7 separate regions of the Mus musculus genome follow, and all the other regions are linked to region 4. Evidence: chromatin contacts called from public HiChIP or PLAC-seq and promoter capture Hi-C data. All regions are on one chromosome and are shown on one strand. The core of a region is the stretch at or near the end of the contact, and the rest is flanking DNA. Distances in the headings are between cores, read along the strand shown. Region 1 holds the start of Myo1f (myosin IF). Region 2 holds the start of Rps28 (ribosomal protein S28). Region 3 holds the start of Pfdn6 (prefoldin subunit 6). Region 4 holds the start of Akap8 (A kinase (PRKA) anchor protein 8). Region 5 holds the start of Zfp101 (zinc finger protein 101). Region 6 holds the start of Rab11b (RAB11B, member RAS oncogene family). Region 7 holds the start of Ring1 (ring finger protein 1).

Region 1 (2,700 bases), core at 2-2,501, 1.2 Mb before region 4:
GCTAAGTCTAGACCCATGCATGGTGCTGATCATTCTCCAGCCTTCTCATCATCAACAGACTTCAACTTGAACTTGTAGTGACATCTCTGTCTGCAGCGTCTCCACTGCCATCCTTGGGTAGTAGGGAGAACGGTCTCTCCTTTGTATACCTTTCCTCTATCCTTTCTCCACCTAGTCCTCCATCTCCTCCTCTTTTTTTCTTCCTTCCTTCCTTCCTTCCTTCCTTCCTTCCTTCCTTCCTTCCTTCCTTCCTTTCTTTCTTTCATTAGGTATTTTCTTTATTTACATTTCAAATGTTATCCCCTTTCTTGGTTTCCCCTATGAAAACCCCCATCCCCTCCCTCTCCTCTTCTTTCTATTCCTTATCTCCATTCCTATTTTTCCTTTTCTTCTCCTAGCTCTCTCTTCCCCCTCCTTTTCATCCTTTGCTATCTTCTGCCGCACACCCACATCTCCAACTCCTCCTTAGTAAAATTAACTGGTCCTGGAAGTTAAATGAGGATGATGATGACTTATTTTCAGTGCTAGAGATGATACCCAGGATCTTGAGCACACTAGCCAAGCACCCGCACTGAGCTATCATCTGCCCCTGTGATTGTTATAGTCAAACCACCTAGGATCACTTGCACTGTTATCCCACCCCATGAGAGTGGCCAAACCTACAGATCCCTCTGATGAATGTTCCCAAGAAAAGCCCTACACCCCTCAAACACTCCTTTCTCCAGACCAACTTCTAAATAAGAGTTCTAGAAACAGAGGCTAAGAGAGGGAAGAGCTTGTTTCAAACTGCAGGGGAAGACTAGTTCTGAGATGAGTTGATAACCTAGTTCTCTAAGCCCCTGAAAAGGGACATGTTCTCTTCCTGACGACTGTGTAATTCCTTCAGGGACACTTTCTTTCCTATTTATGTTGCAGTATTGGTCCTCATACCCAGCCTGGCAGATGCAGATTGGAGCTTGATTCTTGGTGAGGGACATGGGGTGCTCTGTGCTGTCCTATGGAACTCTGTCTCTGAAGGCTCTGTGGTTCTCATAACCATTGCCCCAAGTTTTGAGGGTGCTACCAGGTTACCACTCCCAGATCCCACCTTGAACAACTTACCATGGTGAGGGATGGTATGTAGGCTCCTGTGGGTAATGACAGGGGTGCAGGCTCAGAGGGTTCTAGGGGGTGGCTCTGGCATGGCTCTCCTCCTTCACAGGCTCTTGGCCCTAGTTCCTCTTGTAACAGCCCCTCTTTTACTTCCTTTGCGGGAGGGCTCATGACCACAGGGGAGGGAAGCTGAGGGCGGGGACAGTGCTCTGAGCTCTAGCAGCAATGACAGGGCTGAGGGAACCGTTTGGAGCTTACCCTGAAGGGATAGGTCAAAGTTGGCGGGCAGTCACTGCCAGACTAGAGAAAGTCCTTTATCCATCATCTACCTCAAGAAAAGAGTTACAGCAAAAAGCACCCAAATCAGCTGACTGCAGGACTGGCCGCTTAGTTCTCTTCAGAATCAGGGGAAGGAAGTACCATTTCAGATGTGTGTCTGCTCAGAGTTCCCATGGAAACCCTTTATGGTCCTCCCTGTAGACTGTTCCTCCAAAGCCAGGTCTGTTAGTAAGGGAAGTTTAACTGGAGTAGAAGACACCACAAGACTTATTTCCCTTTAATGTCTGTATTTCTCTTTGTGTGCGTTTCTATATGGGTGCATATGAATGTGTGGAGGGAGGTCAGAAGACAACCTTAGGTGAGTGCCAGTTCTCACCCTTCTCCTTGAAATAGGCATCACTGTTGTTTTCCTACTGTGGAAATCAGGCTAGTCTGCAAGCTTCCTGGATTCTCTTGTCTCCACCTCCTATCTCCATGTCTCAGATATTTGTTACCTTTATCTGGCTTTATGTGGGGTCTGGGGATTCAAACTCATGCCCTGATGCTTGTTGTGAAAAGTGAGCTATTGGCCTTGAGAGAGAGAGAGAGAGAGAGAGAGAGAGAGAGAGAGAGAGAGAGAGAGAGAGAAAGAGAAAGAGAGAGACACAGAGAGAAACAGAGACAGAGACAGAGAGACAGAGACAGAGACCGAGACCTTTGGAACCCAGGAGGCACTGGATCTCTGGGAGTTTACATCTGTTAACCACCTGATATGGGTGCTTGGAATTGAACTGTGGTCCTCTGAAATTACAGGAAGTAATCTTCTATCCAGTTGAGCCTTCTATCCAGCAAGCACCTCCCACTGTCACTCCACCCCAAATCTGGATATTGTTGTGGTTTTTGTTTTTGAGATAGGGTTTCCACTGTATAATTTTGACTTGTCTGGAGTTTGTAAGTAGCAAATTTGGTCTCAAACTCAGAGATCCTCCTGCCTCTGGATTGTGGGGCCCAAAGATGTACACACCATTCCTGGCCCAATCTGGGTTTTCACACTTACAGCCTTGCTGTTTTCCTGACTTGGCTCTATCAGCAGCAGCCAGCACATGTAGGGCCTACCATACGTTAGCTCAGTACTTGGTCTTTGGAAGACCAGATCACAAATGAGTCTTCTGTTGACATGGAGGAAATGACAGTTCCTAGAAGTTGTCACCTCCTCATGTTACCCACTGGGGAGGTGGCTAAGACCAAACCAGACTGGTGAGAGCCTAACAGGGACCTGTGTTCTAATCCATCTTTGGTCCATGCCACAGAGACTGGGAATGTCTCTGTGTCCTGTGCTCTCTTTCCATA
Region 2 (2,700 bases), core at 115-2,614, 1.5 Mb before region 4:
AAGTTAAATTTTTGCTTTCACAGCCTGACAAGAAAGATCTCTGCTCAATTCTCCAAGGAAAGTTCAAGAGAACAGCAAATTTAGGGTTGTTTTTTCACGTTTGTTTATTAGACAGGGGTTAACCTGGAACCCATCATGTAGATCAGGCAGGCCTTGAACTCAGAACTCAGCCTGCCTGTTTCCCGAGTGCTGGGATTAAAGACTGTACCACTATGGCCAGCCTTGGGTTTGGTGGAAGAATGTCAGGATGAAGGCAGCAAGCACGGCCTGCTCACCGCTTGGCGATCTCCTGGTAGCGCAGCTGTAGCTTCGCCTGCAGGTCTTGCTGTGGGAGGAGAGAAGAAGTCAGAAACTAGGGAACCCCAGGATAGGGTTAGCGAACAGAAGTAGCCAGTTAGGGTAAGTTTACAAGTCATGCATATGAAGAAAGGCAAGGGCATGGCTTACAAAACTTTAAGGCTAAGTTTCCAGCCTTTCCAAGATCTAACCTAAAAAGCCTTCCTTTTAAAGAAAATCTCCTCTGTATATGGGTCAATATACTAAACGTGCTTACCCTAACATTATGGGAATTCTCACCCAAACAGTTGCTTACTAAGCTCCAGTGCTAGATATACCTCCTTTCTTGGACCCTAAATTATCTCTCCTCTTATCCATCTCCAACCTCCCAGGAGCTGCAGAGATCTACAGCTTCCCTGACCTCTTTGTTTTCTTCCAAAATCTAAAAACTGGTCCTCAGCCTTCCAAAAACAGGGGCACAAGATTCCAAGCTGATAGCCGGGCGTGGTGGCGCATGCCTTTAATCCTAGTCGGGAGGCAGAGGCAGGCGGATTTATGAGTTCAAGGCCAGCCTGGTCTACAAAGTGAGTTCCAGGACAGCCAGGGCTACACAGAGAAACCCTGTCTCGAAAAAGAAAAACAAAAACAAAAACAAACAAACAAACAAAGATTCCAAGCTGATACGGGGGATGAGGAAACACCTGGTCTCACGTGGGAGACAAATGAGGCGAAGAGAGAAAGGGATAGGAAGAGGGGCGGGGCGGGGGGGAGCTAAAGCCAGGCAATCTAAGGCCAAGGAAATCCCAGTAACCCGGCCAAAAACATTTAGGACCTTGAGTCTGACTACTGGAGTCACAAATTCAGGGATCCTGGATTATCCACTGAACTAAGGAGATGTTAAGGGGGATAGGATTCAAGGGCGTACAGAACCCAAATCCTTCCCGGCCCGGATCGGAACAGCACACGCACCCCAGACGCCCAGTTCCGCAGCTTTTGGATAACGCGAGTAGCGGACGCCATATTCCTTCCGCTCCGAAGGACGCTGGTGACGACTCTGTCCCGAGGATTCCTGGGTACCGCGTGCGGTCTCGCGAGAGCGAAAGTGAGGCGTGGTCAGAGCCGACTATAAAAGGCATCCCCTGCTCACGTGACTCCTCTCCGCCAGATCGCCGCCATCATGGACACGAGTCGCGTGCAGCCCATCAAGCTGGCTAGGGTGAGGCGACTGCGGGTGTTTAGAAACCTGAATAAAGAGAGAAGAAAGCTGAACATGTCGAGCCTAACTTTCCCTTATTTCCTGTAGGTAACCAAAGTGCTGGGCAGGACCGGTTCGCAGGGACAGTGCACGCAGGTGAGTGATGGGAACATTCGGACCACTTCCTGGGGTCGGAGCGGAGTCCTCCCGAGTACCAGGATTATAACTGGATTTGGTGACGTTTAATTCTAGTAGCTAGGTTCAGGGAGGATATGACTTTGTAAGAAACGCGGATACCGTAGTAAGACTGCCTTTGAAAGCTTTGGTGGTTTTTTGTTGGGGGGGGGGGGGTGTTCTAGACAGGGTTTCTCTGTGTAACCCTGGCTGTCCTCGAACTGAGAAATCCGCCTGCCTCTGCTTCCCAAGTGCTGAGATTAAAGGCGCGGGCTACCACTGCCCAGCTAAAAGATTTGGTTTTTAAAGAGGTGGAGTTGGCGGGACCTGTGTGTCAGTAGTAGACTTGCTTACCATACAAAGAACCCGAAAAAACTTGAGTACTGAACTCAAAGCTAGTAATTAAAGATGTCTAAGGAAGTTCACTTGGAGTTCCAGTCAAGCTTAGGCTACAAAATGATCCAGTACCGAAAAAACCTGGGCCACTGTTGATAGTGTGCTTGCCTCGGTCCACCACATAGAACAAGAACGGTAGGGCATCTCACCTACTCCAGGAGACAGACAAGCCTAGGCTAAAGATGCCCTGACCGTTCGTTCCCCTGGCTTATACCCAGGTCTCCCATCACAGCTAATTAAGAAACTAAGGTAGGGGGACCCGTAGATCAGGGCCAGCCTGAAGTAAGTTGGAGGCACCCAGATAAAATTGTAAGTGGGGAGGGTGTTGTAATTCCAGAAGGATCACAGGATTTCAAGGTCAGATCAGGCTACAGAGACCCTATCATGTGAGTGATTCAATGCCTTTGGTCTGGCAAATGAGACCTTAAGAGTAACAAATGCTTGTAACTGCTGAACCATCTGACCTGACCAGCCCCTGTCCCAGGCTCTGGTCCATATTACCTTTCCACCCCACTAGTAAGTAGCAGCATTTAACTCTTGTATTGGGCTTGTAGGTGCGAGTGGAATTCATGGATGACACCAGCCGCTCTATCATCCGAAATGTCAAAGGCCCCGTTCGAGAGGGTGACGTGCTCACCCTATTGGAGTCAGAAAGAGAA
Region 3 (2,700 bases), core at 125-2,624, 1.6 Mb before region 4:
GCAGCACTGGCGATGTCCACAGCCTCCACGATGTCTGTCTGCAGGATTTTTGCCGTGTCTTCCCCATCTTCTCCTACCAGAAACCTAAAAGGCAGTTAGGATGACGACGGTGACGGTCCCCACCATGCAGCGGGCATACAAACATAAAAACGCAGAGAGACAGGACAGCGGGGAAAGCCCAGGTCGGGGTCCACTCACCCAGGTTCCTCTGCAAGCAGCAGCTCAGCGCGGGCGGCTCTGACGCTTGCCTCTTCCTCTTGCGCTTCAGCCTTCTCGAGTTTGCTTTGAGTTTTAGGCTTCGAATGTGGGAGCTACGGCATTGTTGACAGGGTTGCAAGAACCGAAGAGCATATGTGGGGGTCCCAGGAAAACCACTGGGGAAGCCGCCACCACCTCATCCAAACCCTCGGCCTCCAATCCCTCTGACAGCCCGCCGGTCCTCACCGTTTTGGACTTGTCAATTCGACAAAACTTCCGGGCCTCCTCCAGGGGGGCGGGGACGGGTCCTGGGAACGGGTCCTGAGCCTGGCGAGGACAAGGAGGCAGGAGGCAGATTCTGATGGATCCGGTTCCTCTCGATCTCCGGGGACGACCTGCACCGCCACCCTGTCAACCCCAGGCTCACCCCCGACAGCGTCCTCTGAGGCTTCTTCCAGTCTGGAGCGGTCTTTGAGATCGGGGGCTTCTTGGAGAACCGGGACTTCTGGGCGATGTGCGCGCTCTTGGACCTCGGGGGTCGCGACTCCCCAGTCCTCGCCTTCTTCCGAGGCGGCCCCGGGGAGGTGGCGACGGCGGCCGGGGTGGTCTCCTCCTCCCAGTAGCGCCGCGGTTTCTAAGGGGCAGAGGAAAAGCCTTCGCACACGCTGCCCGAGCCTGGGCCCGGGACGCGGACACCTCCCACCAAAGCTACCTTCCTCTTGGCCTGAGGCTTGTCTCTCTTGGGTGGGACACCCCTACCCGGCTTGGGGGCTGTCTCCATCTCCAAGACCGAACAACGATCCACGTGCGAAACTCCCTTGAGTAGTAGCTCGGCGGTCTAGGAAAACTTCCGGAAGTCCCCCCCTTCATCCAATCAGCGCCGTACCGGCGTCTGAAGCCTCCGGCGCCATGTTAAGTGAGGGCATGCCTCTGTGAGCCCGGGAGGATCGCCCGAGGAGCAGCTTATAACCAAATAAAGATTTAAAAAGCATGTATGAGCCCCGAATCTTGTTAACTATGAGCTTAGATTTTTCCATATTAACTTTTCTGTCTTGCCCAAAACCTCTCGAGCCGAGTCTTTTAGGTCGAACGAGCCTCACACAAGTCAGAACTACATGTTCCAGCATGTATCGGAATGTAACTTCCGGCGCCGTCTTTTTCTCTCCCGTCATGCCTTGTTTACTTCCGGGTTTATTGATTACAGCGGGTAGAGCGTGAAGAGGTTAGCGTTTGGCTTGGAGGGTTCGGGGATCTCTTCTTTCGCTCTCCTTTGCCTAGGGAGTGGCTATTCTGGACGAAAAGAGGCTGCGGCGCCTCGGAGAGTTGCGGGTAGAAAGTGCTGTCCTTCTGCAGGGTCAGGGAGGGGGGATTCAGGTGCCTCCCAGAGCTTGAGACCCAGCGACCCCCGCCCAGGAGGCTTTCTCCTTCACCATGGCTGAACTGATCCAAAAGAAGCTGCAGGGAGAGGTAGAGAAATATCAACAGCTGCAGAAGGGTAAGAGAGGGAGTTGGTGTGGTCTCGCTCCTGTCCGCTCTCATCTATGATGAAGCGTCGCGCCCCATTGGGGGCTGCGGGGGTGCATCTTGTTACCCCTCGCCTCGGTATCGTCGCTTTCTTCCTCACACCCAGTCTCCCCAGAATTGCGCGGTTCTGGGCCCATTTGATGTTTTTAATCGTGCATTTCCTCTCTCCACCCCAGACTTGAGTAAATCTATGTCAGGGAGGCAGAAGCTCGAAGCACAGCTAACGGAAAACAATATCGTGAAGGAGGTGAGGATGGGACGCGGGGGTGGGGGGCGAGGAGGGACTCTCCTGGGCACGATCATCTCATTCACTGCCTCATCCCCTTCTCAGGAGCTGGCCCTGCTGGATGGATCCAACGTGGTCTTTAAGCTTCTGGGACCCGTGCTTGTCAAACAGGAGCTGGGGGAGGCTCGGGCCACAGTAGGGAAGAGGCTAGACTACATCACAGCAGAAATGTAAGTCCTGCGGATGGCGTTTTCAGTGCACAAGTGTTAAACCCGTGCTGGATAGTTCTCCACTTACCCATTTCTGTAAAGTCCTGGCTGCCCTGGAACTCGCTCTGTAGACGGGGCTGACCTGACACAGATGCGCCTGCTGCCGCCTCCTAAAGGATGGGATTAAAGGCATGTGGCACCACTCCTGGCCTTTCTTGCTGTGTGACATCTGGTGAGGGCACTTGTCAAAGGACAACCTGCGGGAATGTTTGCCTCCCTACTGTGGGGTTCTGTAGCTTGAATTCAGGTGCCAGCCTTGGAGGACAGCAGCCCTCTCTTCCCCTTAGTGCCATCCCCGCTTTCTGTCCCACAAACCTCCAGTCTTCCACCATATCATTGAGCCCTGGCTGATATCTCCTCTCCGTTTGCCTCCCTTTGCCCTCCTCAGCAAGCGCTACGAATCACAGCTTCGGGACCTCGAGCGGCAGTCAGAGCAACAGAGGGAAACCCTTGCTCAACTGCAGCAGGAGTTTCAGCGGGCCC
Region 4 (2,813 bases), core at 81-2,580:
GCTGGCCCCCTCCCCCTTTTTACGTTTTATTTTTTTATTTTTTATTTTCTTGTATGTTTTGCCTGCACATATGCTCACTATTCACATGCCTGGTGCCTGTGGTAACCAGAAGAGGGCTTCATATTCCTGGGAACTAGATTAGAGATTGTTGTCAGCCACCTTGTAGGTGGCAGAAAATGAACCTGAGTCTTTGAAATACTAACAAGTCCTTTACGCTGAGCCATCTCTCTAGCTCCCAGCCGTCTTTTATTTTCTGAGACATAGTCAAACCATGTAAACCGTTAAACTCTGTAGTCCAGGTAGGCCTTCCACTTTAATGTCCTGGAGTTACATGGCCTGTGCCACTAAGTCCAGTACTTACTATAGTTTCTATGTAAGCAGATCAGGTTTCAAACAGCAAATAAGGTGTGGGTGATCAGATCGAATCCTAGTTCCTTGCATGCCTGTCCAGACTGACTGGAATTACGCCCAAGGTCACTTACAGACACTAGGACTAGTTATTGGTGAATCTGAACCTCAGCTGGGTTTGTTGGATTCCTAGAGCAGCCTCACCAGCCCTGTCTGCCCTGCCCATAGCTTATGATGGAGCAGTCCAAGAAGTCCTCGCTTATGGTGGCCCGCAGTATTCTCAACAACAAGCTCATTAGCAAGAAGCTGGAGCGATATCTGAAGGTGAGGCAAAGGCGAAAGCACTGTCCTAGTCCTGACCTTTGTGTGAGCCTGGTCCCCATTCTATCCCAGTGATTCCTACCTCCCATTAAAGTCTCTATCCATCTCTACAGGGCGAGAATCCTTTCACTGACAACCCAGAGGAGGAAAAGGAACAAGACGAGGTGGAGGCTGGCGCTCTGGATGAAGGGGCACCAAGCGAAGCGACAGAGCTCACAGAGGGCGTGCCGGCACAGCCCCCCGTGCCCCTGGAGCCCGCCCCAGGGACTACAACACCGCCACCTCCGCCACCACCAGAAGAGGAGGAGAGCCCTGTACCCTTGCTGGGCGGAGCGCTGCAGTGTCAGATCCGCGGGATCCCGGGCCTCGACATGGAAGACGACGAGGAGGGCGGTGGGGGTCCATAACCCTTACCCGGCAGGGCTCCCGTGGCCGAGGCTGGAAGTCCAGCCTAATAAAGTGCTTTCCCATCTGAGGTCTTCGTTTGTGCTGTGGTGAGGGCGGGCCCCTAGAAGTGCGCCTGCGCGCGGGTAAACGCGCTAGAACCGCTCACGCGTGCGCGGACCTGGACGCTCTTGCGCACTAGCTTACCCTTGAGGCACAACTCCCGAGATGCTGTAGATTTGCAACCCGGAAGGCTGGGCGGATCGGCGGGGGCGGGCCCATTTGAGCAACCAATGGTAGCGCCCAGAAAGAGACGTACGCTCTTCGTCTTCCAGTAGCAGACAGCACGTTGAACGCATGCGTTCTGAGCGAATCTAAGACAAGGATCTGCTGGCGGGTCGCGTCGCAGACATGGAGCAAGGCTACGGAGGTTAGTGTGGGCTCTTCTTCACCACGGGAGACCCTGGCGCATGTGGTATTCGGGCTTAGCCTGCAGCCGGAACGCACTTGCCGCAGCCCGGTTCTGTGTGGAGTTGTCCCGGACGCGCGCGCTTCCCTTATTGGGCCTCTGCGCAATCGTTCCCGAAGCGCCGCGCGTGGATTGGCCGGTAGGACTCGGGGCGGGGGGTGCGGATGAGGCGCGAAGGCCGACGCTGTGGCCGGTTTCTGGATGCGTTCTGGACCGCTTTCACTGTGCAAGCCGAGTGGCTCTCATCGCTGCGGGACCCCAGGACCCGAGCGGTCTCAGTCCCGCCTTCTCTTCCGAAGACGCCACAAAATGGCGGCTCCAGGGGCGGGGCTAAAGCGAACGCTGAGGAAGCGGGGGGTGGAGGGGGTTGAGGTCCGGCTGGGTTGCGGCGGCCGTAGCGAGGAGAGAGTCTCAGCTCATCCTCCGCAGGTCGTCCTTGAGAGCTCGTGTCCCCGGGCTCGCTTTTCTGAAGGCTTACGGGCAGCGCGCGATCGGCCCAGCTGTGCACTGCGGCTACACCCGGTGCAGCTTTTTGGGAAAACCTGGCTGGGTCTCTGCAGTGTACGCGGCGTGAGGTGCTCGTGGGAGGTGTGCTGCCTGAGGGGCTGGGATTCTGGACTGTAACATTACGGGGGTCTGCGGAAGCGGGAACGTTGCCTTTCCTAACCTAAATGTCAGCAACTTTTCGTAATTAGGCGTCGGTTCTCGAGCTATCTGCTTTTAATCTCCTGGGAGGCCTTGACTCTGTACGGAGATTTACCCGCAGGAGATAGTTGGAACATGTGGAATGGGGTTGGAAGTGGGCACAGGGAGTGGTTAGTGGCTTCTGGCGGCTAAGGAAGGGATCTTGAGAGGCAGCAGAGTAACAAGATCCCTAGAATTGGACTTGCCAGAGAGGCCTGAGGTGTGATGAACACGTGTGCTTGGGTATCAGCCTAGTGCTCTTTGCCTTTGGGATCCTAGATCTATGTCTTCCATTCTTAGCCTTTCCACCAGATAGATACCTGTCACAACCCTGCTATACTTCTTTGGTCTAGGGAACTTCATGGTGACTCCCACTTTCTACCAGCCAATAATTTTACAGATACAGTTAGGGTATTTGCAGCCTTCCTGGTTTTTTTGTTTTTTTAACTAAGAATTTTTTTAGCCGGGCGTGGTGGCGAATGCCTTTAATCCAAGCACTTGGGAGGCAGAAGCAGGCAGATTTCTGAGTTTGAGGCCAGCCTGGTCTACAAAGTGAGTTCCAGGACAGCTAGGGCTACAGAGAAACCCTGTCTCAAAAAACCAAAAA
Region 5 (2,700 bases), core at 46-2,545, 1.1 Mb before region 4:
TAAGGTTCTGATGCCAGTGAAGGAATGGACATGCTAGCAAGGCTAGGGCAAGCAGGCAGGAGCAGAAGCTTCCTCGTCCAGCTCTAGCAAAGCCTGTAGCCTAGATTAGAGCTGATTCAAGGTTTGGTTCAAAGGCCTGGGACTCCCTACCTCAAAGGTCCAGACCTGAAGCAGAATCACCGACTCCAAAGCAAGCAAAAAGTTCTCACAGGTATGTCCTCCATTCCCAGATTTGATTTCATGACTAACAGAGTCAAGTTGACAACCAGAAAAATAATCATCACAGGACTCAAGAAGAAATTTGGAGGTGGGAACTGAAGTAGAGGTCATGGGGAAATACTGCATGTTCACTCTCCCTTTTTATACAGCCTAGGCCTATCTACCTAAGTATGCATTAATACAGTAGATTGGAAACCCCCCCCCCCCCACACACACACATCATTCTTTAATCCAAAAATATTCTACAGTCTTGCCTATAGCCAATCTAATGGAGGCATTTCTAAGTTGAGTTCCCTTCTCTCAGATGACCCCCACTAACATCAAGTCGACAAAAGGCCAACCAGTACCGGAGCGAAAGCCTCTTCTTTGCTTACAAGTTTTTTTCTATTTACATTATTAATTCATATATGTTGCTTTCTGCTCTTGGCTTGGTTTATAGTAATAATGTTCAATACCCAGAAGTAGTCCAAGTAAAGCCTGTAAGAAGAGACATTTGCAAAAGCATATGTCTTTATCAAACGTGTTTTAAAATATTATTTCTTCAGACAAAGCTTTAACATATTTGTACAGGTTTCTTTCAAACCTGGGGCTCAATCAACATTTTAAATCTTAACTTTCAAAAAATATAGGTGCAAAAGTCCATTTGCCTCATCTCAGATTCTTAAGTTGGCACTCATTATTGGCACTGTCCTCTCCTGACCGGGTAACCTTCTCTGTTTGGGGTCATGGGTTTTCCTTTCCCTACACTGAGTCTGGGATGTCCAGAGCCAATCTGTAGCGCTATTTTATGTGAAACAGTAGAAGCCCACTGAGTACACGACAAAGCGAGTGCGTGCACTAAAATCCCAGAAGGCGTCGTGCTTAAATGCAAGGATCCCACATATTTACTCCAAACGGAACGTCTGGGTTAAGATTGGGTGTTGCTCTATCTTTTTTTTTTTTTTTTTTTTCCCCATTTGCGTCAAGTATGGGAGAGGTTGTTGATCCTGCTACTCACGAATAAGAAGGCGGGTCCAGCATCTTTCGCCAATCAGAGCCGCTGTTACTTCCTTGCTGGAACTGTCAAATGAGGAACACGGATGTTCTGAAGTTTCTGCCCCTGGCTCCATTTTTGAATCCCGTGTAGCTTTTGTGAGGTGTTGTGACAGCTGGTTTCAGTCAGTGCCACCTATTTTGTCGGCAGGCTCTTCCGAAGGACCCCCGCATGCGTCCGAAGCTGGAAATGGTGAGTACACGGTTGCTCCCGGAGTCGTGGGCCGCGGCTTTGACGTAGCCTGGCGCAGCTTGGCACCGCCGACCCGACGTTCCTCTGGCGCTGTGCTGCAGTTCGAGGTGGAGCTTGGCACCGGCGGAGCCAGGAGTCGGAGGCTCCTCCTGCCCTGTCGCTGTAAAACTGCTTTATCCCAGTCCCTTGGCTATCATGGGGAATGAGCTCGGTGGTCCTGCACCCTGCAGACTTTGCAGCGCTCACGGGTTGGTGATGCGGTCTGGTCAGTGTAGTGAAAGGACGTGGGTGTTGAGCGTTACTGCTGGTCTGACCTTGCACTTGCGTTTGGCCTGCTTTATTGTTTTCTGAGGTCTCCTTGATTTTGTATTAGTTTTGCTCTAGGCTGCTTCTCCAAAGAGAAGGAATATGTAATGTGCTTTTGGTGGCAGTGGTGCTGGTGAGTTTTTGATTGGTTGATTTCTTTGTTTTTCAGACAGGGTTTCTCAGTAGCCCTGGCTACCCTGGAACTCACTTGGTAGACCAGGCTGGCTTCGAACTCAGAGATTCTCCTGCCTCTGCCTGTAATGTGTGTTTGTTTGTCTTCTTTCCTTTCTTGGAACTCATTACGTAGACCAGGCCTACCTTGAACTCAAGAGATCTGCCTGCTTCTGCTTCCTGAGAACTGCAGTTTAGATGCGAGCACCATCATGCCCTACAAGGTGGGCTCCTTAATTAGTATTTACCAAGATTACAGTCCTCTAGAAAAATATTAACATCTTCGGTTGTTTCCTTTGCCCTTATGTAAATCGTTTTTCTAGACAGTGTAATTTGCGACTAGGGAAAGTGTGGACAGGGGCCATCTGGGAGAAAAACATACGTGTCTTCTATCTTCTGGATGAGGTATTTTTTTGAGAGTTGGTTTGAGTGCACAAAACATTTCAAATTTTATTAGTGTTGTTCATGTGTGGTGAGCCAATCTTTGGGCTCCCGTGCCATAGTATATACTGTGCAGGTCAAAGGACTCCCTTGTGGGGTTGGAGTTGGTTCTCCTGTCCATTCCCTGGGTTCAGGGATCAAACACAGGTCACAACGCATGCTTGACGACTGCTTTTGCCTGTTGACTCATTTCTTCGGCTTCATTTATTTTTACTTTTACTTTTATTTTAAAACCGGGTTTCATAGATCCCTGGCTATCATGAAACTCCATATGTAGATGACCTTGAACTTGGGATCCTCCTGCCTTCAGGTTTTAGGATTTCAAGGCATGAGCCAGC
Region 6 (2,703 bases), core at 197-2,696, 1.4 Mb before region 4:
CAAATGAGCCACATAATCTCAGGAATACACAAGCAGAGAAAGAAAATGAAATCAGAGAGGTAAATTTTTAAAAAAAGATTTTATTTATTTATTTTATATATGTGACGAGTACACTGTATCTGTCTTCAGACAAACCAGAAGAGGGCATCAGATCCCATTACAGATGGTTGTGAGCCACCATGTGCTTGGAATTGAACTCAGGACCTCTGGAAGAGCAGTCAGTCTCTTAACCACTGAGCCATCTCTCCAGCCCCCGAGAGGTAACTTCCAAGTTACCAGTGTACAAGAGAATCATAAGTTCAAAGTTGGCTAGCACGAGGTGGCGTGTTTAGCGGCGCAGAGCCAGGTGGATCTCTCAGTGTTAAATATCAGGTTCTAGGCAGGGAGACCCTGTGCTCCAAATAAAACAGAACAAGAAAAAAAGAAGTTAGTTCAAAGTAAATATGTATTGTTATCATTCCTTCTAGGCTCCCAGTTACCTGGCAATAGCTAGGTATGACTAACTCACTAGAAAAGGGGCTGTTTGCCCCCCTCCTCTCTTATCCTACACTCTGCCCCTTCTCCCTGGCCGGCCTCTCCTCTTCTCTCTCCACCCCCCTCCTTGCCACTCTCTCTCCCTTTCTCTATCTCTACTCCCTCTTCAATATGAAGCTAGTCAGGGTAACTTGAGGCCTCGTCTCAACAAACAAACAAACAAACAAACAAACAAGCAAACAAACAAAATCAAGCTGGGTGGTGGTGGCCAATGCCTCTAATCCCAGCACTTGGGAGGCAGAGACAGGCAGCTCTCTGTGTTCAAGGCCAGCCTGGTCTATACAGGGCAAGTTCCAGATGGCCAGGGCTACATGGTGCGACCCTGTCACAAAAAAAAAAAAAAAAAAAAAAAAAAAAAACAATAAAGAAAAAAGAAAATCAGACAGGTATAGTCTGATCCATATCACCAATTCCAGTCTAGCTAGGGTTTCATAGTGAAAAACCTGTCTTAAAAAAAGAAAAGAAAAAATATGAGTAATGGTGAAAGCAGAAAACAAGAGAACTTTTTGAGAAGAGGAACAAATAAAAAAGCCTAGGATCCCCATTTGTTTTGGAGGTACTGACATAAGCTTTGTATTTAAACAAAGAACTGGGGAACTGCAACCCAGAGAAGGCACCCCCAATCAACGAACATACGCCCGGAAATGGTCATTTATGGGGCTAGAATAAGAGGTCGGAGGAGACCCACTGATCTATGATGTCATCAGGACGTTAAAGTCCGTAACGTCACCTAGAGGTAGCTCAATTTCCCTTCCCCTACAGGTTCGCTGGAAGGCCCAGTCTGAGTTCAGTCTCTCATTGGTTACGCACTCTGTCAATCCACTTCATTGTTCAAGTGTTCCGTCCCGCCTTCCCCCATCTGCTTTTGATAGGCTGCTGAATCTGTCATTTCAAAAAGGTCCGCATTCCTTCCGCCTTTCTCCGGGAGACCGAGGGCTAGAAGGGTGGATCCCAGGAGGCTCCTACCCCCCGAGCTCGGTTTCTCAGCCTGATTGGCTTGTCCAGGTGCCTGTCACTACCGCTTTCACCGTTGACTGGCCTTTAGACCGCCGCTCTACGCGGCGCCGGTTCCGCCCCCGACGGGTGTTTGTGGTGGGGCTGCGGAGTCGCCGATCCCGCCGGAAGCGCCAGGACAATGGGGACCCGGGACGACGAGTACGATTACCTATTCAAAGGTGCGCCTTGTGGGGTACAGACAGGCGAGGTGGCGGTAGCGACTGGAGGGCCGAAGCCGTGCTACAGGAACAGAGAGCTCAGGGTGGAGGCCCGGACTTCAACGGGGCCTATCCGGGCTGGGAGTCGGAGGAAGCCGGGGCAAGTGGAGTTCGCTAGGCTTCGGGCCCTAGTACGCAGTGGTGAGGAAAGGGAGGCTCGGCGAGGCCTACGGACCCCGGATGCGCCGGGGCGGGGCCGGGGCCTTGGGGGGGTGGGGCCCGAGGTGGTAGGAGAGGCCGTTGGGGCGGGGCGTCCCGAGGGGCGGGGCTTTCCTGGGTTTGGCGGGCGGACTGCGTTGAAAGCAGGATTGTAGCTGGTGTTAAGGCGAAGGAGAAGGTTGTGGGCGTGCCCACAAAGCCTGATTGGTGTGAGCCTTCTAGGACTGACTGACACACCCGGGGCCTACCTTGGAGTGGAGCCTGGATCATGTGCAGGAACCCTATATTATGGTGCTTTGGAATTGGGTAGATTGGGGCCTGTCTGTCGACTAGTTCAAACTCTTGATATTCATGGAGAAGTGATTCAGTTGGTAGCATTCCTAGCAGCAGCATGCTCAAAGCCCTGGATTTTATCACTAACACCGCCTTGGTGATGGTGCAGGCCTGTAGTCGCAACACTTGGGAGGCAGAGGTAGGAAGATCAAAAGTGCAGAGGCCAGGCTGGATTACTGGAACCCTTTCTCAAAGGAAAAAAAGAAAAACCACACATGGACAACGTTAAATGCAGTACCTGTACTATTCTGAAACTTTTTAATAATGGTCCCTTTTACTCCTCCTTATTAGTTTATACAGCCCATATTATCCAGGAAACAGGCCAGTAGTGGTGCACACCTGCAATCCCAGTACTCAGAGTTGGAGGTAGGAGGATGTACTGGCTAGTTTTGTGTCAACTTGACACAGCTGGAGTTACCACAGAGAAAGGAGCTTCAGTTGAGGAAATGCCTCCATAAGATCC
Region 7 (2,829 bases), core at 259-2,758, 1.7 Mb before region 4:
CTGCTCACTCCCCCACCACTGCCTGGCCCTCCTGCTGATGAGGACGCTAAGTTCCCAGGCTACAAAAGAGATGGCAGTGTGTGGCTCAGGCATGCTGAATATGGAAGGCAGGGGTGCTTGTGACCCTAATAAATTCCAAATCCTCTTCCCTGCCACCTCCGGTTCTTCTTGTGTCCAAGCCCTCAGACCCTTCCCCACCTCCCCCTCTCTCCCCTTTCCAGGGATTGTTCCCTTTCACTGCCTGGTCTCCCAGGGCAACCCCCGCCGCCGGGTGTGAGAGGAAAGAGTGTATGTCACTGTGTATGCGTGACACTCTGGGTCTTTTCAGAGGGAGGGGATTCTGCCCCCACCCCCTCTCATTGGTTCTGCAGCACCAGTCACCCACCCCCATTCCCCGAGTTCCTTATGGACCCCAAGGGTGATTTGTTCTTGGCCCCATCCTGGTGTCCAGTCTGGCCTTGGAAGGGGGTCTTGGAACAGGTGGCCCTCCCCCACCCCTCCTTTCTCTTTTCCCCTCCCTTCTCTCCACCTTACAATAGCTGCAGCCGGCCTGGGGTCGGATGGGGGGGATTAGGGGAGGGGGCCAGGATTAGGGGAATGGACTAGCCGATGAAAGGGGCTGGAGGAGAGCAGAAGGAGGGGGCTGGGAGGAGGAGGAAGGGGAGGGGGTCCTTGCTAATCGACTCTGGTGCCCACATAAGGACTGGCCACGGACTGAAGGAGAGAACAGGGAAGTAGGGGGTAACTGGGTTGGGGGGCGAGGGGACCCACTGCTAACTTGTCCCAGAGATAGGACACCCCCTGGCAGCCGCTGCACAGGCTGGCGGGGGGGACGAATACCCATCACGGTCTCTTCCTCTGTGCCCCTTATTCCCGACTCTGAACCGGCTCTCAACCGGTATGGCCCTGCTCCTTCTCCTTCTCTCTCCTTCTCGTCCGCTTCCTTCACTCCGAGTCCCGGAGTGGCTTTGCCTACTTTCCCACGCCAGACATTCACTCGTGTGCTCCCCGACTCCCCCCAGGGGCCCGCCCCATCTGGTGTCCCCGCTTCCGCGCGGCGTCTCTATCCCCGGTGCCTCCGATGCGCTTCTCTCCCCGTCCCGGGCCGCGGCTCCTGATTGTCCAAACGCAATTCTCGAGTCTCTGGCTCCGGCCGAGAGTTGCGTCTGGACGTCCCGAGCCGCCGCCCCCAAACCTCGAGGGGGAGAGGCCGGGCGGAGCGCGGGACGGTCCCCGGACACCCGGGACCCCGCCGCAGCCCTAGGATCTCAGGGCGCGCACCCAGCAGCAGAGGTGCAGCTGCGGCCGGCTTTCCGGGGTTCTCAGGCCCGGCTTGAGAGAAGTTGGGGATCAGCGCCACGGAGGGGATCCTCCGCCCTCGGGCTCTCCACATGCACCAGCACCCACCGGGCCGGCTCACCGCGCGCCCGGCGGGGGAGGGGGAACCCGGTTCCACGGCGCGCGTGGCGCGCGAGGGCGGTGACGTCTCCGTCGCGGGGTGGGATACAGGGAGGGCGGAAGTGACGTCGAGCCTCGGCGCCCAGGCCATGGCGGCGGTGGCGGTGGCAGCAAGGGTTGCGGCGTGAGTGGCAGCTGCGGACCGAGCGGACCAGGGCAGCGGAGCCCCGGGGTTCCTGGGGAGAGGCCCGCAGCAGGGCAGCGCGAAGGCCGGAGCTGGGTGAGGGGCCGCGGGGCGCACGCCCAGGGTCAGGGGGCGGGGTCTGCAGAGGGGCGGCCCCGACAGCGTCTCCCCCCACCCCCTTCCGCAGACCTCTCTCAGCGGAGCCCCGCTTGGAGGGGGAGGGTCTGTGCCCCGTCACCATGACGACGCCGGCGAATGCACAGAATGCCAGCAAAACGTGGGAACTGAGTCTCTATGAGCTGCACCGGACCCCGCAGGTGACAGGGATCTTCCAGCCCCAGCTTACCCCCTCCCACCAGCCCTCTCCCTCCCTGCCACACTACTCTTGGCCCGACTCTGTCTTTGAATCACCTTTTATCTTCTCAAAGCACTAAAACACCTACCTCATTTGATCCGATTTAACCCCTCAAAGTGGCCATGGCAGCGAGGTACAGCAGATATCACCGTTTTAATTGAAGCACGGTAAACAGAACTTACCGTCCCGGCCCTGTCCCATCTCAACAGCCACATGTCAATGTACACATATATATATTCATCCTGCGAGCTTAAATATAATTCCCTCTCCAGTTTTCTGACTCACGTGCGCTGGGACGACATCGGAATCTGTTTGACAGACACCCTGAACTTCTAGTCTAGGTAGTCTTGCTCTTTAGAGTTTTAAGAAAGCCTGTTGAGGCCGGATGTGATGGCGAAGGCCTTTAACCCCAGCACTCCTGAAGCCAGGACAGGTGGATCTCTTAAGTTTGAGGTCAGCCTGCTTAGAGGCCTGCCAGGAATACATGCATATGGAGACCCTGTCTTGAAAACAGCAAACAAAAAATGAAGAAGTCTTGTAGCATAAATATCCTCCAACCCATAGATCTGTGCCATTCCCAGCCCTAGTCCTCTCAACAAACCCTGGCCTTTCTGTTTCAAAACTCCTTGTAAATGGGCCCTCATCCCTTCTGTTCTGGTAATCTCCAAGTCATTGGTCTCCTCCATCCCAGAATTCCCATCAGTTTGGTCAGCATGGCTGTCCAGGTTCTTACCTTTCTCAAAGCTTGCCTCTAAAGTCCCCTTCCCCCAACCCACTGCCACCTTCTGATGACCCAGGAAGCCATCATGGATGGTACAGAGATTGCGGTTTCGCCTCGGTCACTGCATTCTGAGCTCATGTGTCCCATCTGCCTGGACATGCTGAAGAACAC

Evidence for each region. Promoter capture Hi-C pulls out the DNA fragments that hold promoters and counts their contacts. HiChIP or PLAC-seq counts read pairs in DNA pulled down with a chosen protein or histone mark. Capture Hi-C pulls out chosen DNA fragments and counts their contacts.
Region 1: an H3K4me3 HiChIP or PLAC-seq map of bone marrow-derived macrophages shows a contact between it and region 4, with 6 times the contacts expected there. The contact joins the promoter of Myo1f here to the promoter of Akap8 in region 4. A contact is called at or near these places in 2 of 39 promoter capture datasets (the 3T3-L1 cell line and hippocampal neurons) and 2 of 115 datasets of contacts at active chromatin or transcription factors (bone marrow-derived dendritic cells and bone marrow-derived macrophages).
Region 2: a contact with region 4 is called in a promoter capture Hi-C map of hippocampal neurons, with 5 times the contacts expected there. The contact joins the promoter of Rps28 here to the promoter of Akap8 in region 4. A contact is called at or near these places in 7 of 39 promoter capture datasets (the C10 cell line, hematopoietic stem and progenitor cells, hippocampal neurons and 4 more), 1 of 484 Hi-C or Micro-C datasets (embryonic stem cells), 12 of 115 datasets of contacts at active chromatin or transcription factors (astrocytes, craniofacial prominence, embryonic forebrain and 7 more) and 2 of 9 other capture datasets (liver and pancreatic islet).
Region 3: a promoter capture Hi-C map of liver shows a contact between it and region 4, with 2.6 times the contacts expected there. The contact joins the promoter of Pfdn6 here to the promoter of Akap8 in region 4. A contact is called at or near these places in 2 of 39 promoter capture datasets (hippocampal neurons and liver), 1 of 484 Hi-C or Micro-C datasets (B cells), 4 of 115 datasets of contacts at active chromatin or transcription factors (astrocytes, embryonic forebrain, embryonic midbrain and 1 more) and 1 of 9 other capture datasets (liver).
Region 5: a promoter capture Hi-C map of hippocampal neurons shows a contact between it and region 4, with 5 times the contacts expected there. The contact joins the promoter of Zfp101 here to the promoter of Akap8 in region 4. A contact is called at or near these places in 2 of 39 promoter capture datasets (hippocampal neurons and liver).
Region 6: a contact with region 4 is called in an H3K27ac HiChIP or PLAC-seq map of embryonic stem cells, with 2.7 times the contacts expected there. The contact joins the promoter of Rab11b here to the promoter of Akap8 in region 4. A contact is called at or near these places in 2 of 39 promoter capture datasets (hippocampal neurons and second pharyngeal arch cranial neural crest) and 4 of 115 datasets of contacts at active chromatin or transcription factors (astrocytes, embryonic forebrain, embryonic stem cells and 1 more).
Region 7: a contact with region 4 is called in an H3K4me3 HiChIP or PLAC-seq map of embryonic forebrain, with 4 times the contacts expected there. The contact joins the promoter of Ring1 here to the promoter of Akap8 in region 4. A contact is called at or near these places in 2 of 39 promoter capture datasets (hippocampal neurons and liver) and 4 of 115 datasets of contacts at active chromatin or transcription factors (astrocytes, embryonic forebrain, forebrain and 1 more).

Annotation. Positions count from the first base shown.
Region 1 is chr17:33,554,258-33,556,957 of GRCm38.p6, reverse strand. Myo1f (myosin IF) reads right to left here and starts at 1,251. Exons shown (of 28, transcript NM_053214.2): 1 at 1,102-1,251. The coding sequence starts at 1,104.
Region 2 is chr17:33,823,226-33,825,925 of GRCm38.p6, reverse strand. Rps28 (ribosomal protein S28) reads left to right here and starts at 1,364. Exons shown (of 4, transcript NM_001355384.1): 1 at 1,364-1,492; 2 at 1,580-1,627; 3 at 2,596-2,700. The coding sequence starts at 1,454. It overlaps Ndufa7 (NADH:ubiquinone oxidoreductase subunit A7), which reads right to left and starts at 1,354. Exons shown (of 4, transcript NM_023202.4): 1 at 1,246-1,354; 2 at 276-325. The coding sequence starts at 1,296.
Region 3 is chr17:33,939,017-33,941,716 of GRCm38.p6, reverse strand. Pfdn6 (prefoldin subunit 6) reads left to right here and starts at 1,374. Exons shown (of 4, transcript NM_010385.2): 1 at 1,374-1,693; 2 at 1,899-1,969; 3 at 2,054-2,178; 4 at 2,606-2,700. The coding sequence starts at 1,630. Wdr46 (WD repeat domain 46) reads right to left here and starts at 994. Exons shown (of 15, transcript NM_020603.2): 1 at 911-994; 2 at 626-832; 3 at 445-525; 4 at 199-311; 5 at 1-84. The coding sequence starts at 979.
Region 4 is chr17:32,319,755-32,322,567 of GRCm38.p6, reverse strand. It overlaps Akap8 (A kinase (PRKA) anchor protein 8), which reads left to right and starts at 1,330. Exons shown (of 14, transcript NM_019774.5): 1 at 1,330-1,483. The coding sequence starts at 1,465. Akap8l (A kinase (PRKA) anchor protein 8-like) reads left to right here. Exons shown (of 14, transcript NM_017476.2): 13 at 577-672; 14 at 783-1,144. The coding sequence ends at 1,076.
Region 5 is chr17:33,393,232-33,395,931 of GRCm38.p6, reverse strand. Zfp101 (zinc finger protein 101) reads left to right here and starts at 1,295. Exons shown (of 4, transcript NM_009542.2): 1 at 1,295-1,444. The coding sequence starts at 1,424.
Region 6 is chr17:33,759,229-33,761,931 of GRCm38.p6, reverse strand. Rab11b (RAB11B, member RAS oncogene family) reads left to right here and starts at 1,446. Exons shown (of 5, transcript NM_008997.3): 1 at 1,446-1,709. The coding sequence starts at 1,670. It overlaps Gm17251 (a long non-coding RNA gene), which reads right to left and starts at 2,074. Exons shown (of 2, transcript XR_003952408.1): 1 at 1,345-2,074; 2 at 65-390.
Region 7 is chr17:34,023,359-34,026,187 of GRCm38.p6, reverse strand. Ring1 (ring finger protein 1) reads left to right here and starts at 1,508. Exons shown (of 7, transcript NM_009066.3): 1 at 1,508-1,678; 2 at 1,770-1,899; 3 at 2,735-2,829. The coding sequence starts at 1,822. Mir219a-1 (microRNA 219a-1) reads left to right here and starts at 1,096; the gene lies at 1,096-1,205. It overlaps Mir219c (microRNA 219c), which reads right to left and starts at 1,176; the gene lies at 1,117-1,176. H2-Ke6 (H2-K region expressed gene 6) reads left to right here. Exons shown (of 9, transcript NM_013543.2): 9 at 1-155.